Linked DNA regions of Bombyx mori: region 1 is linked to region 2. A link is a contact called in public Hi-C data. All regions are on one chromosome and are shown on one strand. Each heading gives the region's core, a stretch centred on a gene start, on an enhancer-like site or on the middle of the called end of the contact. The rest is flanking DNA. Distances are from core to core; before and after follow the strand shown.

The links. Hi-C and Micro-C count contacts between places; a contact is called where the count stands out from the background.
Region 1: a Hi-C map of whole pupa shows a contact between it and region 2, with 2.6 times the contacts expected there. The contact joins the promoter of LOC101746305 here to the enhancer-like site in region 2. A contact is called at or near these places in 2 of 7 Hi-C or Micro-C datasets (both in whole pupa).

Annotation. Positions count from the first base shown.
Region 1 is chr6:8,184,123-8,189,680 of ASM3026992v2, forward strand. LOC101746305 (putative inner dynein arm light chain, axonemal) reads right to left here and starts at 4,265. Exons shown (of 6, transcript XM_004930554.5): 1 at 4,031-4,265; 2 at 3,821-3,952; 3 at 3,056-3,205; 4 at 2,797-2,925; 5 at 1,809-2,006; 6 at 1,232-1,416. The coding sequence starts at 4,117. The coding sequence ends at 1,381. LOC101745685 (protein lap4) reads left to right here. Exons shown (of 35, transcript XM_038011696.2): 35 at 1-1,230.
Region 2 is chr6:8,128,351-8,133,414 of ASM3026992v2, forward strand. LOC101745685 (protein lap4) reads left to right here. Exons shown (of 35, transcript XM_038011696.2): 7 at 1-124; 8 at 2,150-2,259; 9 at 4,720-4,902. Among protein-coding and RNA genes, the nearest start is that of LOC101745685, 28 kb to the left of the region's middle. Within about 2 kb of position 3,516, at least 4 of the 8 cell types and tissues checked have open chromatin away from gene starts, as enhancers often do.

The sequences.
Region 1 (5,558 bases), core at 3,015-5,514, 57 kb after region 2:
GGACTTCGATCTCGTGTCTCCACGGTGGGCTGCCGTAAATGCCAAGATAATAAAAATCTCCGCTCTGCATACAGGACGAACCCATGACAGAACACAACCGCTCGCTATGACACTAAATATTTTAATACGCGTACACACGACCGATTCGATCCGATTGTAGATTTCTTCGACGTAACGAGTTATAAAGATGTAAAAAAAAAAAAAAATTCCATCATTATTTTTGTATTGCAACTGTGATAATAAACTTACGAATTCCACCGATTTTTATTCTATTGAGTTTTGAAGAAATCGACCAACGATACGTGTTTCTAATAGCATTTTGACTTATCACAATTTTTTTTTTTTTTTAATAATTTTATGTAACATTGATTTCGCGACGGAGATTTTATTTTAATTAAAATAAATAGGTGTTATACTATTTTGGTATTATTATTATTATAATAATTATAATATATTCTTGAATACTTTACGTATTTAATTGTAATCACTTTCATTCCGTTCAAGTTATTGGTATGTGACTGAATGTTTAATGTACCTGGATAGGAAACAAATGATGTAACTAGAAATGATAATTATATGGGGAACGTCAAATAAATGTAAATAACATCAAAAATACAGTATTCATTATTTGTAACAATTTGTTTTAATAAGTTGGCATCACACAGACGACCAATCATAGAAGTATACAATTAGATAATCTTTAAAAAATCATTTATGTATGAATTTCAACAGTATTTATTTTCATATATTATTTTTATGTTACGCGTATTTTAGTTATGTGGTGCCTTTTATTCTCAAATGAGATTTTTTATAATTTATAAATTGTCACTTTGATTTCATTTAAACATAATTTTGATTTAATTAATTTTATACAATACGATATTATGTATTTTTTCCTATACATAGTTTAAGGTAATGTGTGCATTTGAATATAAAGTCTGCCAATGTATTAATTATCTTGCAGTATATTTAAATTTAATTAAATTATTATGCAAACGTTTGTTACAAAAGATTCCGTAAGAATCGATATATTATTCGAAAATTTGTATTTGATATATTTAAATTAATTTGTAATGTACTTTTGGCATGTTCAACGAGTGTTTCATAAATGTGTGTCCTTGATACCTTTTAAGGTTTTTAGCGAGTAAATACGTGCATTGTAAACTAATGAAATTATTGTATGTTTGTCCCAACTAAATGGTTTAATATATATTTTAATAAAATTAATAACTTTTCATTTTATTTCGAATTCATCATTTATCGTTTAACATTTTACTATCAACAAACATGTAACGTATGATAAAATTTACATTTCATTAATTATTAATAAAAGAACTTAAAAGTATTAAAACTATTAACAGTTTAATTTTTGACGGGTAGTTACTTCTTGGGTGCTATAATTCCTTCCAGTTGCGCCTGAAAATGGGAAAAAATAATTTAAATATCAAAATAATCATTTAATTTGATCTTCAATGGCAATATCCGTGGCAATGCCCATAGTAACCTCAAACGATTAGGCGAGTCATAGGCTTTTTTTTTTGGTCAGGAGGAAATCGCCGGACTCCTACCCTCCACTGGGGATAGCGGGCGGGGTATGTCGGAGTCGAACCGACTAAAACCTCCTGTCGCTCAACAACCCACGTCCGAGCCTCGCATGAGACAGAACTCATGAAAAGGCAAAGGGGGGAGAGTGAAGCGTTTAGTGCGGAGCACATCGCTCCCATCACCCTCCCCCTCGGAACACAGGACCGGCGGTCGTCGGAGTCATAGGCTTGCCTGCTTTTTATGGCACTAAAGCTTTAACTTACTTTCAACTGAGCGTTAGTTTTCTTCAAAGCTAACAATTCCTCTTGATGTCGTTTCTCTTCAGCGGCCCTAAGTTCCGCGGCCCGTCTCTCCAACTGTTCCGTTTTCTGCTTTAACTCCATACATTGCTTCTCCAAGGTCGACCGTTCCGCTTCTAACTTAGCCACTTGGTCCATGAGATCTGATTTCCCTTGTTCCGACTATAAAATATAAATAATTTTTTTTTTCTTTATAGCTTAGATGGATGGACAAGTTCACAGTCCACCTGGTGTTAAGTGGTTACTGGAACCCATAGACATCTACAACGTAAATGCGCCACCCACCTTGAGATATAAATTCCAATGTCTCAGTATAGTTACAACGGCTGCACCACCCTTCAAACCGAAACCCGTTACTGCTTCACGGCAGAAATAGGCGGGGGGTGGTGATACCTACCCGTGCGGATTCCCAAGAGGTCCTACCACCAATAAAATATATGACAATTATATATGTAAAAGAAGCAAAGCTCAACGCAAACGTGCGGTAGCTTACCGCTGAAGGCTCTTCAAATTAAATTTCGAGGTAAACGTGTGATGGCATTCAGAAATCATCGTGAGTGGAGCTCGTTCCGGACTAAGTAATTTCACACATACGCTGTCTTTATTATAATTCGGAAGTCATCGCGACATCGACAGTTGGTCTGTGGATTTCAGTAATCACTTAACATCTGGTGGGCCGGTAGCTTGTTCACACGTCGAAGCAATTAAAAAAAGATCCTGAGACCTCACAATCTGAAGGCAATGATAAAAAACAACATTAGGTGGCGGTTACACTCTTCACAATTTACGATGACCTTCGAATTACGATTCAAAGTTGACTGTTAAAAGGCGCGAGAGAGGTGAAAAATAACTGATATATTCTATATATTTTGTAATTATTTTTTTCGTATTTCCATAATGTTTTAATTATTCAGCAGTCAATCTAGTAAATCGTAATTTAAATGAACCTCACCTGTAGAGCTTTTCTCATACCGAACGCGATAGAACTGCAATATAAGGTCTGGTAAGCTTCCATAGTGATTCGTGCCTCATCCCGCACCCTCAGCAGAAGTAGTCCTCTTTCCCCACAGTTTATCGTTACCTTCGAAATGAAAATTCAAGCCTACTTTCAATAACAAAAACACGATTTCTTTGGATTATTTCAACGTATTTTGAAATGTATATTAAGAAGAGATTCTTAAGAAAATTTCACGCTATTTGAAAGAAACTACCTGTCTGATAAGTTCATCAAAACATTGGGTGTACAATTGTCTTCGAACTGGACATATACCGGTTTCTCTGGCTTGTCTCTGCTGCAGACGAGTATCGAGCATTTCTTGCAGGTTTATCACGTCCAAACGGGTCGCCGGAGTAGAAGAAATCTACAATATAACGGTAACAAATGAACTTTAATATTTTTATCCATTTAATTAGTGAATACTCCGTTCTTGGTGGTACTGGTTGTAGGACCTCTTGTGAGTCCGCACGGGTAGGTACCACCGCCCTGACCATTTCTGCCGTGAAGCAGTAATGCGTTTCGGTTTGAAAGGTTGTATAAGTAGATCTTAGAACTTATAAGAATATTATATTTATTATTATATTTAAAAAACTCTCCACGAGACAGGCAGTGCCTAGTGTGGAGAGTTTTTAGCAAACTGTTATGTGTAAATGTATCAAGGTTAATAAATAAATTATTATTATTATTATTATATATTTTAGTTATATCTCAAGGTGGGTGGCGCATTTACGTTATAGATGTGTATGGGCTCCAGTAACCACTTAACACTAGGTGGGCTGTGAGCTCGCCAACCATCTAAAAACTAAACCTCAGAACCATTGAAACGTTCTACAAACGATCATTAAGTGTTTTCTGTGTAGCGCCCTTTCTGTCTTCTTGGCGTGCCCGGGGCCTACTGGTGGTATCAACAGTTTACCATAAATTGGGCCGTCAAGTTCAAGTCTGTCTGTCTTTATTTTACAGCTGCAAATTGTAGTACCTTTTGTGTCCATATTTGTCCATCTTCCTCCCATTCTTTCGGGGGTAAAATAGCATTTAAGATCTCTTCAGTTTCTTTCTTTGCTTCGGTGGGTACGCACGGTTGTGTTGAAGCGCCAGCTCTCGGGGAAGGCTGTGTAAAACATTTTTATTATAAAATGAACATTATTTTTTTATTAACGAAGATCCTTTGATAAATCAAAAATCTTACAACTTTTTCCTGTCTTTTAGTCACCAACACTGGGTTGTCGTAACGGACTAACGTCTCTTCTGCAGATACCGGTGCCCGTTCTCCCATTTCCGTTTGTTTTTGTTGCAAAATACCTATTTGACTTTTTGAGAAGTCACGGTTATCGTGGCAGTAATCAAATTAAAACGTAGTGATTCTAAAATTCTCTCTGACAAATTGTCAAGCAAAATGTTATTTCCATAGCAACGGCTCTTAGCATCTGCCTAGTATTTTATACTTTTTTAATAATCTTTATAACCTACTAGTACTGGTGGTAGGACTCTTGTGAGTCCGCGCGGGTGTGTACCACCACCCTGCCTATTTCTGCCGTGAAGCAGTAATGCGTTTCGGTTTGAAGGCTGGGGCAGCCGTTGTAACTATACGTAGATCTTAGAGCTTAAATCACAAGGCGGGTGGCGCATTTATGTTGTTGATGTCTATGGGCTCCAGTAACCACTTAACACCAGGTGGGCTGTGAGCTCGTCCACCCACCTAAGCAATAAAAAAACCTAGTAACCTTACGTTTCCCTAGTAAAAAGTGTATCTTATTTAATGTGATATAAGTATAAAAACTGCTATATTATGGACGACTGCATCGGTCTTCCAAACGAAGATGTACATACCTACGTTATCAATGCTTGCGCGGATGACATTGTGGGGTATTTATTTTAAAAAACCTACGTCCTTAGCGATAGCTAGGCCATAGATAAGACATTTAAAATGGGAGCTACTCTTCTCAAAGCACTTGTTGGCCATAGAATAGACTACAGCGAAGCTTGATATTATCAGGTCGACATAAGTGTCAATTTAATTTGTGTACATGTACGTGTTGGTGATAATAGAAATGAAACGGTTAATGACTTAGAATGAGCTCTGAAAAAGTAATCATAGCAATTAGGCTGCGAACCGTGTATCCAAATTACAACGAAGATCGTTCATAGTACACTGAGGGACTGCGAAACCAAATTTACCATGGAATGCAATACACATTACATGAACTTTCTGGTTGAAACGAATATAGATAAAGCCATAAGTTTTTGAAAGTCAGCTTAGACATTCACTTAGGCCACCACCAAGATATTTTCATAAAATCGAACATTGCGAGTTAACGAGCTATCAGGAATACCTAGTAATTTTTTTTATTGCTTAGTTGGATGACGAGCTCACAGCCCACCTGATGTTAAGTGGTTACTAGAGCCCATAGACATCAACAACGTAAATGCGCCACCCACCTTGTGATATAAGTCATATAAGTTCTAAGATCTACGTATAGTTACAACGGCTGCCCCACCTTTCAAACCGAAACGCATTACTGCTTCACGGCAGAAATACGCAGGGTGGTGGTACCTACCCGCGCGGACTCACAAGAGGACCTTCCACCAGTAATAAAATAAATGTTAAAGTACTAAATCCTAGGGGCAATAGTATCCGGACTAAGTTGTCTTAAAGCTCCAAACACTTATACAACTCCTATGAGTAGTATTAGTTGTAATATATTCCGGTGCTATCG
Region 2 (5,064 bases), core at 2,266-4,765:
GTGTGGTTGTCCGAAAACCAAGCGCAACCACTCTTGACTTTCCAAACGGACAGAGACGAAAGCACCGGGGAGAACGTCCTTACTTGTTTCCTCTTACCGCAGCTCAGTTACACTCAACAACCAGGTAAGAAGGAAAGTATTTCACTCAATGTTCACACGCTGCTGATACGCTTTTGGTGTTAGAAAAACTAATGAAGAAACAGTACTCGGCTCAGAAAAACCGAGAATAGTCTTCTTAGAAATCGACCGATCAGTCAGTGTGTCCTGCCTTGCCAAAACTAGCAAAGTCATGATGCGATTTCACCTCAATTGGATGATGTTTATTTTTTTATTTGGATCACCTTGAGTTCACTGACTCGGCTGTCGTTTGCTGTTTACTCAATAACGAGTGTTACATCCCTATTCCGAATGCTTTTAATCTGTCACGGTATGGCACAGATAATATTCGGATAGTATGTAGTACTACCATTGTATAGGTGCACTTTGATTTTTTATTCTATTTCTAAAGTTTAGAAACGTCCACCTAATTAGTGAAATTTTATGTATATAACAAGTATCTACTTCAATAGTGATGACACGGATTTTGTTTGTTTGTTTTTTTTTTTATATTTTTTACGCAGTGTTTATCTGCCGTGCGTTTTTTGTGAAAGTGAGGCTTTTATGGTAAAGTTTGCGCCATTGCTTTTTCGAGCTTTCATTTTGTTGTGCAACTTTTAGCGAGCAATTACAATTGAATTCGATTTCAATTATGATTGAAATTGATAGTAATGGATAAATGAATACAATGTAAATGCTCTCTAACGCTTATGTTTTGTTTTTGCTGTGTATATACTAAATGCACTTGTCACACCACGAATAGAGCTGGAACACACATCAGAAGTCGGCAGTGGACAGTGGTACAGGGATCACAAATATATATCACGGTCGGGGGAGATTGATAATATCAAAGGTAAGACTCGCATAGCTTCCTTCACTGTACCTACTACACACAAACTCGATCCTATTATGAATATCTTAAATTGGTTTCTTTCAATATGTATTATCACTTGTAGATTAGATTAAAATGCGCACTGTATATTTTTAATTATTTTTATCGGTGAACATCCCAGAAAATAAGTTCATTGTACTTTTTAGTAGACATTTTTTTTAAAATCTAAATTAAATTATGTCGCAGGTTTTTGTGATTACGTTCGTTAAAACGTTCCATATTTAAAAAAATAATAATGAAATGGTGCAATTTATTTAGTGACGTAAATGTGGACAAACAATTACATTTCTTAATGTCTAAATACATAATAGTTGGTTGATAATTTTGTAACGAATGTCAAACGTAATACCTTTATCGAAAGTTGCATATCTATGCAAGGTCAAAACGGTTAAGGATACGTGATGTTGTTATGACGAGCTCGATGTACATAGATAGATATTATTGCACACATAATTTGTCGCCATATAACGTTTCACGTTATAATATAGGTATATACTAGTGGTCCCACAGAATTCGAAATTCGACTATAATTATTAATTTAAATTATAAGTTTTAACATTATTATAGTTCTATGGTCAAAAACTTTACTTCTTTAATCACATATTTCGCCAAGGTTACATTACAGGCAAATAATATTAAAGACCCAACAATATTTATTCTATTCTCAATTTGACTACAGACTAAACAATAAAAAAAGTTTGACCTATGGGTTGTGTCAAATACATGGTAGTTTGTGTAATGTTTTTTTAATTGATTTAATGTATTTTTTATGCATAATAAAAAAAAAAACAGCATTCTACACTCCTTCTCTATATTCTCTATTAGTATGGGAAATTTCATACTCCTCTGTTCCGCAATTTTCGTAAAAAAACCCCAAGTTTTTGCTTCACGTATTAATATATAGATAAATGGCAGATCGAAAACAATTAACACGTAAATTTCTATCGCATTTCCATGTTCATATTCTCATCGCCTTATGTAATTGTGAAATAAACATTTTTTGGTAGTCATACGCTGTTAGCAATGTCGTAAAAGCTGCGAATCTTTTTTTTTCTTTGGTAATTTGTAAGCAGCTTCGTTGTGGTTGTCCCGCTTTTAAAATTATTATGGTAACACTACAGAATATACATGTCCGCATTAAAAAGTGTATTGGTTTAACAGATACGAGCGTTTCCCGCGATCGTGATTCGGACAACGAAGATTGGGAGGAGAAGGAGGCGTCGCGCACTCATTCCGTTAAGTTCACGGAAGACGTTTCGGACGTTCGAGAGGTGAGATACTGTTGTTGTTTTTCATATAAGATACCTCCGTACTCGAGGGCAGGTTGGAGGTTTTCGTGTACAGAGAAACACGCTTATAAACACTTTAGATATAATGTACAGACGTGCTTTCACAGTGCAGGCAGTACGATCAGAGACGGTAGTGTTAGATTAAGTTGTTGGTTCAGGAGGAAGTTTCGAGGTAACTTTTCAAGACAAAGGGCGTATTTGGCGTTGAGTTCTATACTCGTTGCGTTTGAATAATTTGTGCTGAACAGTTATGTAACATTGAGTTTTTTTTTATTTATATTTATTATCTCACTGTGATTAGAAATAAAATAGGAATATTAATGTTAAAATTTGCGTATCTCATTAATCGATATTTTTATCTTTTTTATGTACTAGTTTTAGTTTAATAAAGGAACTGTAATAATTTGTAATATTGTTTTTATTTTGGATTATTGTAATTGTATTTAGTTTTTACAATATTAATATAATGTACTGTGAAACAAAACGACCTTAATATTACATTATTCTCAAATAGAAGACACCATACTCATACATATGATAAATATACAAATGTATGTAAAATACATTTAAAATAAATGCAAATATAACTTTAACCGTGAATATTATCACATCTGTTGAATTATTTAAGTAAAAAAATGTCAGTAACGTTTTCTTTATCTATGAACAAAATAGGATGAGTTTCCGAAAATCAAGTAGATTAATCATGTTTCTATGCATCGGTTGAAGATAAGAATTTTTATTATACAATTTTAGTTATATTTTCTTCTTAAAGAAAGTAAATATTCATAAAAAATACATACTTTTGTTAATTGAATATGAATATTGGTTGTAAGTAATTTAAGCGTTTGGTGAAGGGGAAATGAAAAATGCACAAAAATGATTTCTTTATTGAATTTTTGAAAAGTAATTTATTACTTAATTAAATTAAAATCTATTTGCATATTTAGATTAAGTTAACGTACAATTCTTGTTCAGTTTCGAAACGTCTAAAACGTGTATATAAACTAATATTTGTTTGTACATTTTAATTATTTAGTGAGAATGAATTCAATTTTAAGGTCCCATCGATTCAGGAGGACAGTGACGAGGTGACACTTTCTGAGTCTTCCTTCGCGCCACAGTCGATGTTGTCGTTCCGTCGACCGATTAATGTAGTTCGCAAGCTAGTTACAACACAACGGAGGAGTTCACTGCAACGGCTCTCCTCCTCTATAACTAACCTCGCGGAGGTACACGGCGACGCGGCTCGCGCGGTGCATTCACAATTCGTTACAACAGATGGCGCCACTATATCCGCACGCTATTTGCGTGTATACCCGCTGACGTCGTAGTAGTAGAATTCGATTCGAACTCTATCCAAAAGTATATAACGGAAACGCATCGAGTTACCGTGTTTAATGCGAAGAAACATCACAATTTGTATGGTACATCTTAAATTTATCTAATCATGAAAAAGTATTATAAATTTTCATTAAAAATCAAACAGATGATAAAACGTTGTGAATGCACAGTCAGCGAGTCGATTTTAAGCTGCAATAACACAGCCTCTTGCTCTTTCGCAGTAATTAGAGAGAAACCTATTTATGCTAAAAGTAGATTAACGCAATCCTAGTTTACTACCTAAGTGACGTCAAACCTTCAGCATACATGTTACACAGTAATCGTTTATCACTAACCAAAGAACTTGTGCCAAAACAAATTATCCCAGTATGCTTTCACTCACGTAGCTCTACAAAATCTTTTTAACGAAATAAAAAAAATTAAAAACAGCAATTCAATGAATGCACTTGCTCAATGATTTTTCGTTTTTTTTTCCGTATTATTTTGTACACACTGAACACGTCAATTTCTTACAACGCAGCGCACTTTGTTAGTTTATATATTTAGTTCATATTTAAATTGCACTTAGCGTAGATAAGTCGATATCAGTAAGACGTCTTAGCTTCGCACACAGAAGATTGGATGTGATATCATATCCTGTGATTCACTCAGCCTCGCTTCATAGTGAATTATATGATTATTCGTTTAATTGGCAATTACCAGTGAGACAATTTCTTAAAGTAGACATTATAATACTTAAAACCTTTCTTATAAGTATTCTGTTTTAATTGATATGCTAAAATTGAATATGTATATACGAAAGAAGGTTTATTTCGTTTCGGAATTCCGTGTGATAATAATCGAAAATGATAAATTTTAACACCACTCAATATTTCTAGTATTTTAACTATCACCGATATATCTTAAGCACATGTAAGCTTGAACGATCTATGTGCTGCTGGAAATGTTTTATTCGCATTAAGATTTTTTATTCTTGAGGTATATTTATAATTTTATTTATAAGCATGTTTGCATGGTTTCTATAAAAAGATATTCTAAACGTATTTAATAACTAGTTTTTGATAAATAAATAGAAATTAGAATTTGTTATCGTTTTCACAGACACCGTTCGTAAGACAGAACACGCCTCATCCGAAAGACTTGAAAGCGAAAGCTCACAAGCTTTTGGCTGGACGATCACCGGACAATGCGATCACGCAACCAGCGAAGACCGAATCGCCCACTACGAACGGATTACCTTTGTCCCCTATAAAAATTGTTCCAGTCGTAGAAGAGAAAGTAGAGGTGAGTTTATTTAAAACAAGCGGCCCGCTCCGGCTCCGCTCGGGTCTTTAACAAAAATTTTAACGATATTCGACGTTGTTTTATTTTTTTTAAATAAAAGAACAATTATTGCGGTATAACTGTATACTTAAACATATGCTGTCGTGACACTATTTGTAAATA